Regions from separate parts of the Mus musculus genome. Here regions 1 and 3 are each linked to region 2. The links are chromatin contacts, called in public HiChIP or PLAC-seq and promoter capture Hi-C maps. All regions are on one chromosome and are shown on one strand. Each heading gives the region's core, a stretch centred on a gene start, on an enhancer-like site or on the middle of the called end of the contact. The rest is flanking DNA. Distances are from core to core; before and after follow the strand shown.

What was found. Promoter capture Hi-C pulls out the DNA fragments that hold promoters and counts their contacts. HiChIP or PLAC-seq counts read pairs in DNA pulled down with a chosen protein or histone mark.
Region 1: an HNF4G HiChIP or PLAC-seq map of pancreatic cancer cells shows a contact between it and region 2. The contact joins the enhancer-like site here to the promoter of Cth in region 2. A contact is called at or near these places in 5 of 39 promoter capture datasets (the 3T3-L1 cell line, cranial neural crest, hippocampal neurons and 2 more) and 1 of 115 datasets of contacts at active chromatin or transcription factors (pancreatic cancer cells).
Region 3: a promoter capture Hi-C map of embryonic stem cells shows a contact between it and region 2, with 5 times the contacts expected there. The contact joins the promoter of Wls here to the promoter of Cth in region 2. A contact is called at or near these places in 4 of 39 promoter capture datasets (the 3T3-L1 cell line, cranial neural crest, embryonic stem cells and 1 more) and 2 of 115 datasets of contacts at active chromatin or transcription factors (astrocytes and stem cell-derived neural progenitor cells).

What each region holds. Positions count from the first base shown.
Region 1 is chr3:159,883,177-159,886,785 of GRCm38.p6, reverse strand. All of the region lies in intron 2 of Wls (wntless WNT ligand secretion mediator), which reads right to left. Among named protein-coding and RNA genes, the nearest start is that of Gm23941, 31 kb to the left of the region's middle. Within about 2 kb of position 1,350, at least 237 of the 459 cell types and tissues checked have an H3K27ac peak or open chromatin away from gene starts, as enhancers often do. A contact at or near this core is called in hippocampal neurons, pancreatic cancer cells and pre-B cells, where this site is marked.
Region 2 is chr3:157,923,371-157,927,044 of GRCm38.p6, reverse strand. It overlaps Cth (cystathionase (cystathionine gamma-lyase)), which reads left to right and starts at 1,982. Exons shown (of 12, transcript NM_145953.2): 1 at 1,982-2,179. The coding sequence starts at 2,015. 1810013D15Rik (a long non-coding RNA gene) reads right to left here and starts at 1,837. Exons shown (of 6, transcript XR_867796.2): 1 at 1,699-1,837; 2 at 799-942; 3 at 20-256.
Region 3 is chr3:159,837,875-159,841,158 of GRCm38.p6, reverse strand. Wls (wntless WNT ligand secretion mediator) reads right to left here and starts at 1,509. Exons shown (of 12, transcript NM_026582.5): 1 at 1,112-1,509. The coding sequence starts at 1,217.

The DNA of each region.
Region 1 (3,609 bases), core at 101-2,600, 2.0 Mb before region 2:
AGAGTCTGATGACTAAGGGTTCAAGTTTTACTAAATTCCATGGTATTCCACTTATTGAAGCACTTCTAGCAGCTATGTACAGAGAAGACTTCTGGTTAGAAAGCTAAATAGAGAAAATCACAGCCCATTGTATTTCATAGCTCCCAGTTTGTTTTATGTGATTGGATGACACAGAAAACATCTAAAGAAAAACAATTTGTAAGGAATTTGAACTCAATTATAGTATTTTTTTTCATAAAAAAGCCAGAGAAAACAGAACAATCCAAGCTGGCAAATGTTAAAACATTGGAAAACAAATGTGATCACACTTATTCTTATTTGACCATAATCAACATTCATGCAGAGAGAAAACACACCTGACAAAGAGGGATTGGAAAGACAGTGGCTACCCTTTGCTTTCTCCCCAGGATAACTCACAATAGCTGATTTGGTGCTTGTAAAAGTCAGTCTCTCTCTCTCTCTCTCTCTCTCTCTCTCTCTCTCTCTCTGCAATTAGAGAGGAGAGCTTTATTCACACTGAATCTAAAAATAGACAATGGCAGTGTTCACAGACTGACAGCTGCATTCTCATACTGTAACCAGGAAAGGAAAGAGATGGCTAATTTAACTCAACAACTTCCAAAACAAACAGTGCAAAAAGAGCCCAGGATAAAGAAAAAACACGAAGGTCAGCTGTTCAAAGGCTGAAAGAACAGCAGGGTAGCTCTCTAGCAATTCATTAGGCTTTCCAAAATTCCTATGTGACCAACAAAGTATTTTATCAGATCTGTCCACAGAACTTCAGGATAAAGCTCTAGCAGATGCTCTTGCTATAGGGATCCAGGAAACACCAGTCAGAAGGGTTGGAGCTTTTCCTTCTGATTTTCTGGTCTATTACCTGAACAGTCAAGACTAAAGAGCTACTTGAGGTTTTTTTCTATAAGTTCAGGACAACACCTCACCCCCACCCCCAACACACCAACAACTATAACTAAATTTCACATTATATTTTAACTAGCTTGAAACATTAAAAAAAAAAAACAAACCAAGAAACAAAACAAACAAACAAACAAACAAGGTCATTATAAAGGAGAGAGAGAAACCAGGTGTCTAGAAAGATAGAATCAGTTCTTTCTCTCCCATCAGTCATAAAATGTGTTCAGTTTTCATCCTTAGGCACCCTGCCCAGGGAGGGGATTATGGCTCAGCTTCAAAAGAAACAAGGGGATGCCTGTGGGCGGGGAGCAGCCTCTCCATAGCTCTCCCACAGATCTGTTCTGGCTCTCAGAGCCCCTGCTAGCCAGCTAAATGTCAGCTTACTGCACCCCAGCATTCTCTTGCCACACTGTCTCCATTGCCCCGGTGACTAAGCTGTTTCAACAGCTGTGTTATTGCTGGAGCCAAGCCAGTTTTACTCACACAGAGTATTTGCTTTGTACTGTGAATGTGGAAAATTATTGCACTAAGGATTCAGAGTTCTCTTTGCAGATAAGGCCAGCCCTGCTTGATTACCCAGCCACACATTCCCTAAGCGGAACTCTGATGGCAACAGGAGAATATTCTGCTGCTACCCAGGTTTCCTGGAGATGGACAGATTAATAACATTCCAAAGAAAGTGGAGGAGACATGTGCCTGTTTGAGTGAGAGAAAAGAACAAAACACAAATGTGACTATTGGTGGAGCCCCAAAGATGTCAGTTACTACTCCCTAATTAAAAGCTACCAAGAATGATAAGTAGATCTGCCCTTCTGCTCTGCAATCCAGGAATGGTTCTTCCTTGCCTTCTTGCCTTGCAGGTGATCAGCACCCCTCTATCTGTGTGGGTGTTTGCTCTGTGCAGACCTCCATACTTCTCTGAACCATGTGGAACAGAGTCCTCCTGAGCACTCCTAGAATGCTGTGACTCTCTCCCTTTCCATTGTTCACAATCAGTTGTGTTCACATGGAAGTGAGTTCAGTGACTTGTTCATCTTCTTGACCACTTCACATACTCAGCCTCTTGCTCACTCCTGAGCAAGGGAGGTAAATGCTGTGTTACTGTTTTAGATCAACCTTAACTCCCTTATGCAGAGGGTAGTAAGAAAAAGAGAAGGTATTTCCTATAGGTGGAACTAATTTCTATTTCTAGTATATACTGATTCTTCTTCATTGGTATTATTACTCAACCCTCCTTCCTTAAGTTCTTATAAGTGACAGTAAGGCACAATTTCTGATATTGAATTGAAGAGATCTCAGAAAACATGTTTTCTTATAAGGGTCGTATATTGTTTGAAAAGAAAGGAAACAATGATTCTTTCAAACTTACTCTTTTAGTTCTTACTGCATATTTAAACATATTCATACATACAGAGACCAAACAGAATAATTCATTTATAATTTCAAAATGAAGAAAATGAAGCCTGTTATGGTGGGAAGGGCACACAATCTAAGTCCAAATTTGCCAGGTTCCAAAAGCACATGCTATTTCTTATTATGTCACTGAGTAGCACATTAGGAAAATTAGAAAAACTGTTCATTGCTCTAGGAAAGCCTCTATCCACAGTTCAACTCCAGTTAAGTCACTTTACATATGGCATTTTTTTCAATAAATTTTGACTTTGGATCATAGGATTACTGAAGTACTTTCTTGTTCTAATATTTCATGAAGACAGAAATCTAAAACACTATCAGCTTTCTAATTTCCCTCTATACTTAAGGAACTGGGACAAAACCAAATAACTGTAAAGCCATTTCAATTCTCAGGGCACTTACAATTGGAAAGGAATGATAAGGGATGAAAACTGGAATCTGGTTAATACGAGTAACAGTTAATAAATACCAAACACCAGAGTTTCAGATACTTGAAAACAAACAACAAACAAACAAAAAACATTGTCAAGATCATAAAAGGAAAAACCTAGATTTTATACACTCCTCATACTGTATTTGTGCAGCTGGCAACAGACAGAGAGGAAACAAAGTTCCTAAAAGAACTTTTATGCCACTGATTAGAAGGGATCTCATCTGCTCCACAGATAGGACTTGGAAGGGAAAACAGACCAGAACATGTTTGTCTTTCCAACTCACCTATTCTTAATCCCCTTGGATGGGGTTACAGATGAGAGGAGGCATCCAGGGGTAAAATAATATGGCTGGAGGTTCCTGACCCTCAGACTCTTAACGACAGAGGAACCCGAGAGGCAGCATTTAATTGTGGAAAAAAACAGCCTGTCTCTCCTCTTATCTTTATCTTCTGTGACTAAAACCCACAATTACTGGCATCCTTTGGAATCCAAGTCACTCAGCCAAGCTATGTCTGTAGTTGAAAAGCAAAGGGAGTAGGATTTCCTTGCCTCTGAAGCCAGCCCAGTGTGAACCTAGCCTAGCTCAGCTTGGTGACTTCTCCCATTAGAAACTTCACAGGTAGTTTCCTGTTAGGAGTGCCACCAAGTAAGAGATCCAGACAGAAAAGAAGAAATGCAGTCTCCAGCTACTATCTAATTAAAGGACAATCTAGTCTCCAATCTTGAATCTACATTTCAGTTCCACGTTACATATGTAATTTTCAAGTTTTTTCATAATGACTTAACTCCTAATTTCTTTGTCAAATAAGTCATATTGGTAACACACTGAAGGGTCATGCCATCTTTC
Region 2 (3,674 bases), core at 733-3,232:
TGCTCCTGGATTCACATACTCCTTTGCAGTTCTCTTTGCTGTCTTGGAAACAGGAGACTGTGTCTGTTTTCTTCAGTGCTTCTGCTCATTGGCCACTCTGTGCGTCTGTCATAGATCTAGCTAGTTGGACTCTGAAGGATGGGAAGTTAAGTGCTTTCCGTTATTCTAGCTGAGAGGTATGGAGTCACTCATGCTCAGCTTTGCACACAGGTCAGATGATGTCTGAGAGAGAAATTCCTGGGTGGAAGGGACATTCCTGTGAATAGAGAAATTTAAATCTTGGGCTGCCACCCCACAGCTTCCTCTAACTTTATCAGAAGCCTCTCATTTAGAAAGTCTGTATAAGGGCCACTTTTCAAAGACCTCTTTGTGACAGTTACACTAAATAAAATGTCCAGTGGGAAGATGGCTCAGTGGGTAAATGCTTGCCGCACAGCCTGACACCCTGTGTTCTATCTCCAGCATCTACCTTTGTGCTGCTGTGTATCTGTAATAGCAGCTCTCCTACTGTAGAAGACAGAGAATCCACTGAAGCTCCTGGGTGGTCTAGCCTGGGGTAAGCAGTGCAAAGACCCTGCGTCAACAGGGAGGTGGAAGACTGTCCTCTGACCTCTATGGGTGTGCCACACATTCCTCTGCACTCTCAAATACGATAAACAGACAAGTATACAAACAAATAGAAAACATCCATGTTTGTATAACCCAGGGCTTACCAACTGTACTTAGAACTGGACTCAGAACTGTTTCAGGCCCTTCTACTCCTCGGTGTTTTCTGTGATCTCATCAAAATGTACTTACGTCTTTAGAGATGGCTCAGGGAGCAAGAGCATTGCCCGCAGGAGCATTGGTTCCAGAGCACCAGGGCTTGGCTTTCTCTCCCACACGCAGATCACATCTGTTTCCAAATGCAGTTCCAGGGGAATCCAACAGCCTTTCTGACCTCTGTAGACATCAAGTATGCATGTGGTGCAATACACACACACACACACACACACACACACACACACACACAAACACATCGTTAAAATATACTCAGGCTGAGAACATACTTTAAAAGGAGAAATACTAATCAAGCAAGCATGGTAACCCGTTAGTGTTTCAGAGGCTACCCGCTTCCCCTGTGCCTCTGGCAGTGTACACTTGGTTCTGGAAGGTGATTGTGTCTGGAGCTAATTTGAAAAGCATACTGATTGTGTTTGCTCTTCGTAGCTTTTCCAAACCGTAGCTTTTAAAATCAGTTGTTTATTCCTTAACACCTTCCAAATTCGTTCAACAGTGTTTCAAAGTTTTAGGTTCGGGCTGGTGAGATGGCTCAACAGGTAAGAGCACCCGACTGCTCTTCTGAAGGTCCTGAGTTCAAATCCCGGCAACCACATGGTGGCTCACAACCATCCGTAACGAGATCTGACTCCCTCTTCTGGTGTGTCTGAAGACAGCTACAGTGTACTTACATATAATAATAAGTAAATATAAATAAATCTTAAAAAAAAAAAACAAAAAAAAAAACAAAGTTTTAGGTTCGACTTCCCAGGTACAGAAACTCCTTAAATTCCCCAGTTCTCGGACAAGGTGTAAAATTAGGTCAAAGCTACGTCTTTTTGGGAGCAAAGCTTGGGCCTTAAGGCCTGATCTTGGCCAGAGTAGAGACGCGGGCGCTGGTGGCACAGCTGTGGCGGTCCTCAGATCCGAGGGAAGCACCTGCCTGCGTGACCCTTGCCGGAACTCTGGGGCCACGCGAGGCTGCTGGAGGTTGCGTCCCTATCCTGCAGACAAAGGGGATCTCTGGGCTGAGTGCTGCACCTCAGTGCTGAGGTGTCCCACGTGGGCACTGCTCTGTGCCACTGGGAGGCGGGGCAGGAACGATCGGGGCAACACCTCCACTGCCGACCAATAAGCAGGGCCGCTGCCTAGGGACCAGCGATGATTGGTTGCGTCGGCCCCTCCCCACCCTGGATATAAGCGCCAAAGTCCAGAAGGTTTTAGCCAAAGCAACACCTCGCACTCCTGCCCCAGCATGCAGAAGGACGCCTCTTTGAGCGGCTTCCTGCCTAGTTTCCAGCATTTCGCCACTCAGGCCATCCACGTGGGACAAGAGCCTGAGCAATGGAATTCTCGTGCCGTGGTGCTGCCCATTTCGTTGGCCACCACATTTAAGCAGGACTTCCCGGGCCAGTCCTCGGTAAGCAGCCGGGCAGGGCTGGGCTGACTGTGGGAGCGCTCGGGACATGCGCTCTCTGCGATTTTCAGTTAAAAACCAGAACTGTAAGTTGTTGAATTCTGTAGCATCGAAGCTACCTGCAGCCAGTCCTACTTTGAAAAATGAAGGCTCTTGGGCTGGTGAAATGGCTCAGCAGTCGTGCTGACTAGTTTTATATCAACTTGACTCAAGCGAGAGAGGAGGGGACCTCGATTGAGACAATGCCTCCAGTAGATCAGGCTGCAAGCAGGCATTTTCTTAATTAGAGATTGATGGGGGAGGATAAGTCCATGGTGGGTGCCCCCCCCCCCCAGGCTAGTGGCCCTGCGTTCTATAAGAAGTTGGGTGAACGAGCCAGTAAGAAGCCACCTCTCCGTGGCCTCTGCATTAGTTCTTGCCTCCAGGTTCCTGTCCTAACTGCTTTCCATGGTGAACTGTTAAATGGAAGTAAAATAAAAAACTCTTTCCTCCCCAAGTTGGTTTGGGCATGGTGTTTATTACAGCAGGTATATAAAGGTGCTTGTCACCAGACCTGACTACTATAATTCAATCCCATAATCTATAGGATGGAAGGAGAGAACCAACTCCTGTAGTTGTTTTTTTTTTGTTGTTTGTTTGTTTGTTTTTGAGACAGGGTTTCTCAGTGTAGCCCTGGCTGTCCTGGAACTCACTTTGTAGACCAGGCTGGCCTCGAACTCAGAAATCCGCCTGCCTCTGCCTCCCAAGTGCTGGGATTAAAGGCATGAACCACCACCTTAGTTGTTCTTTGATGCACCCAAAGGCTTGCACTCTCCCTCTCTCTCCTTCTCTCCCCCCTCCCTCTCTTCTCTCTGTCCCCAGTCTCTTTCACCCACTCCGTCCCTCTCTCCCTGTCCTTCTCTTCCTCCCTCCCCCCTCAGTCTCTTTCTCTTTCTCCTCTCTCTCACACACTAAACAATGAAAATCCTAGAATTAAGATTAGTTTCAGTCGGTATGTTCAGTTAATAGCTAATGTGTATTTATGTACCAAGTGCGTACTTAAAATCTATGTGTGTTACATGTAGAGTCTCACTGAAGGTTAACAAGAAGGATCCTAGCCTGAACTAAGGTCTCAAGTGTTCAAACTGAGATAGCTGAGATAATAGGGTTATAAGATTTAATTTATCTTGAACCCCTCCCTTCTGCAACTGACTCCATGGTGCTGCACTGTAACTGAGCTATGTAATAGTTCAAGCCATTTCATCATCTAAGCCAGCAGTTCTCAACCTCTGGGCTGTGACCCCTTTGGGAGTGGAACAACCCTTTTCAGGGGTTACATGTATCAGGTATTTACATCACGATTCCTAATAGTAGCAAAATTACAGTTTCGAAGTAACAACAAAAATAATTAGTTGGGGGTCACTACACCATGAGGAACTGTATTAAAGGGTCACAGCATCAGGAAGATTGGCAACCATTGATCTAAGTAGTGTGGCTTTGTGATTAAGAGCACATGGGT
Region 3 (3,284 bases), core at 260-2,759, 1.9 Mb before region 2:
CTGCGCTGCCCAGGGACTCCCTCAAGAAGCACAGACCCCTGCTTGAGCTCTTCCACCCAGCCAAGAGCAACAGCCAGCCCCAAGGAAGCTAAGCTGCCCAGCAGCGCCCGCTCCGAAGTTGGCACTGAAGTTTGTCCAAGGATGTCCGGAACCTTGAGGAGAAAGGGACATGAGGTGGAAAAGACAGTAGGAGTAAGTTGAGTTTTCCGAGTGGATCCTAAGGCAGAAGGTCAGTTACGTTCGAAGCCTTTTTTTTTTTTTTTTTTTTTGGTGCGCACTGAGAAAGTCTCCCTGGCGCCTGGGAGCTGTCACCTGAGGGCAGCCCAGGAGGGAGCAGGAAACATCCTCCTGGCGCCAGGGGAGGACCTCAGGCTTCAGACTCACTGGATCTTGGGGCTCAAAGCAGAGGGGGAGGGGAGATGGCAGAGGGGACAAGAGGCAAAAGCAACACCTTTCAGACAGGCTTTCTCCTACGCCCTCTCCAAGTTCGTGCTGAGAGGGCCAGGACTCTCCCAAACCACTCTATGAGTCCTCAGTTCAAACAAGTCCACCGCCAGAGATGGGTGGGGTGGCGGCATGGAAGCCAAGGGCTTAAAGGTTGAGACCCTAAAACCAGCTCTAGTCCCTCGCCGAGACAACCTAATGCATTTACACAAGCCACAGCCAGTAACAGCTCGCGGCTGGCACAGGGCTTAGCTCCCGACTCCCCTGTTATTCCTAATAAAGTCGATTACGTTGCCCTCCCGGTGCTGATTGGAAGGGAACCGAGAGGGAAAGGGGGGCGGGCGAGGGAAAGAGCACGGGGAGCAATCAACTTTGCGACCCAGCACTTCCTCGCGATCCGTCGCCATGCTTAAGATCCACCCCCACCCCCTCCTGCCTTTCAAGTGGATACTGAAACTAGGCCAAAACTTTTCCCCTCCTTTTCTCTTTGCCACTAGACTGGATTGTGCCCCATGGAGCCCCATGGAGCTCTGCTTTCTTAAGCACAATAGCCGGACTAATTAGATCATAGAGGCAAGGCAGCGATACTGTAACAAGTAGCCCAAGAGGCAAAAGAGGGAAGGGCCGAAGAAAGGGAAAGGGGAAAGTTTGCAGCTCTCACACTTACCGATCAAGCCTCCCACCAGAAAGGCAACGATTTGGAAAACCAGAAGAATCCCTCCAACAATGCAGAGCTTCTTGGTACTCATGTTTTCTATAATTGCCCCAGCCATTTCTGCGACCCCCTTTCTTTTCTCCTTTAAGTAAATGTTTTAGGGTATGCTTTCGCTTCCCCTCTCCTTCTTCCTTGCCCTCTTTTCCTGGTGCTGCAAAACTTCAAGGGTGCGTTAGCAGAGGAGGTGGGACAGACCGCAGGCGCCCGCGCGGATGCCTGGGCGAAGCCGCTTGGGCTCCCCAGATGCCCAGAGCTGAGACTGCGGCCGCCCGGCAGCCAGTGGACGCTTAAAGAAGCAGGGAAGCGGATCACATGACACGCCTCCCTCTCTTTCTTCCTCCCTCCCTCTCGCGCTTCCTCCCTCCCTCCCTCCCTCTCTTCCTCAACCCTGGCCCGCCAGTTCAGGGATCTCAGCTCCCGCCAGCTCTGGCTACCCGCCCTCAGGTCTGGCCTGCAGCTTGCCCCGGCAACAGCTAACATCTTGAGGGGGGTCGGGTGGCTGGTGTTGTTAAATGGGCTTGGCATACGCAGTCTCTACCATGTTTCCTTTTCGGGTTCCCAAAGTATGGGATTTAAGTTACTCATGGGCCTCTTTGCAAACCCTTAACTTACATGTTGAACCCACCCCACCACCAGCCATTTGAACGCTAGGAAAGAGGTGAATTTTAAAAAGGAGTCTAATGAAGTTAAGTCAAAGTATAAAGAGAAGAAATAAGGTCTCTGTTCTGGTACCTTCTGCCTTGCCCTATCCTGGAATTATAACCCGCTAAATTCCTCATTACACGGCCCTTCAAGAGCCTTATTATCCAGACAAATCAAACGTCTGTTCCTTACTCTACCCTGGACTGCCAGTCTTGGTGTTGACTATTACCTAAACGCTTTAAAGTTCATTGAAAACTCGACTTGTTTTAAAATTCTTGTTTTGGTTTTTTACACCACCTTTATGTTCCAAGGGTCGATCCCCTCCAATCATGCTCTCACATTTTCACCTTCTATAAGGTCTTATGAATGCACATTTGTTTCCATTACTAAGCTGTAAATTTCTGGGAGACTGGGACCAAGTTCAATTCTCTTTGTATCTGCCCCCACCCCTCAGTGCCTAACAAAATTCTCACACTAGGAGACCCTGCATGAACTTTGGTGGAATGAATAAATGAGTGAATGTTTAAGCAAGCCCACAGCTTGCATTTAAAAAGCCTAAAGGACTTTAGTTGGGTAGGTAGTATACATGTTAAATAGTACCAGTTAGAGTTTCAGGTGGGTGGTCACAGCTACTAGGAGGCTGAGTCAGGAGGATTAGTAATTTACGACCAACCTGGATAATTTTAGAGACCCTATCTCAAAACAAAAACTAAAAAGTGATCTGGGCCTCTTGTTTAACTTGATCTGAGGTCCTAGATTCAAACCCCATGGAAGGCAGAGGAGGAAAGAGAATGTTAGCTCTTTGAGAGATTTACTTATATTGATACACTACATCCAAGGAAAAGTGGTGATCTTAAGAGATTTCTTGATAAGGCTGACCCAAACTCCAGGGCCTGGTTTTTCCATGTTTCATAAACTGTCTATTTAGCCAATGCAACTCAAATCACACATTAGCTTTATAAAGGTACCTCCTGGCCTCCCAGTACAGGTTTCCAAAGCCACCAGCATACCTGATTTCTTGCTTCTTGTCATCTTCCTGTGGAGGAACTATTTACTGTCCTCTTCTTCCTTCAGTTACTTGTCCAACATTTGCTTACAATCTTAATGTGTTTTCTTTTCCTTCCTGAGCACTAGAGATTATATCAAAACTTCAAGAGTATTCTGAAGGAACTACAGGGTAGTTGTGATTCACTGTATAATGATTTTCCAAATTGTAATTGCTGTGTGTGTGTGTGTGAGAGAGAGAGAGAGAGAGAGAGAGAGGAAGAAGAAGAAAGAGGGAGGAGGAGGAGGAGGAGGAGAGAAAAAGAAGGAAGGAAAAGGAAAAAGGAGGGAAGGGAGGAAGAAATTGATATCCTTATTCCATAGGGATCCTGCTGGAAACTGGATAATGGGATTGCTAAAACTGAAGTGTTCATTTCAATTGGCTCATGGCCCTTTAAGAATCATCTTTTTATATCACCGTCCCTGCTTCATCAAGCCT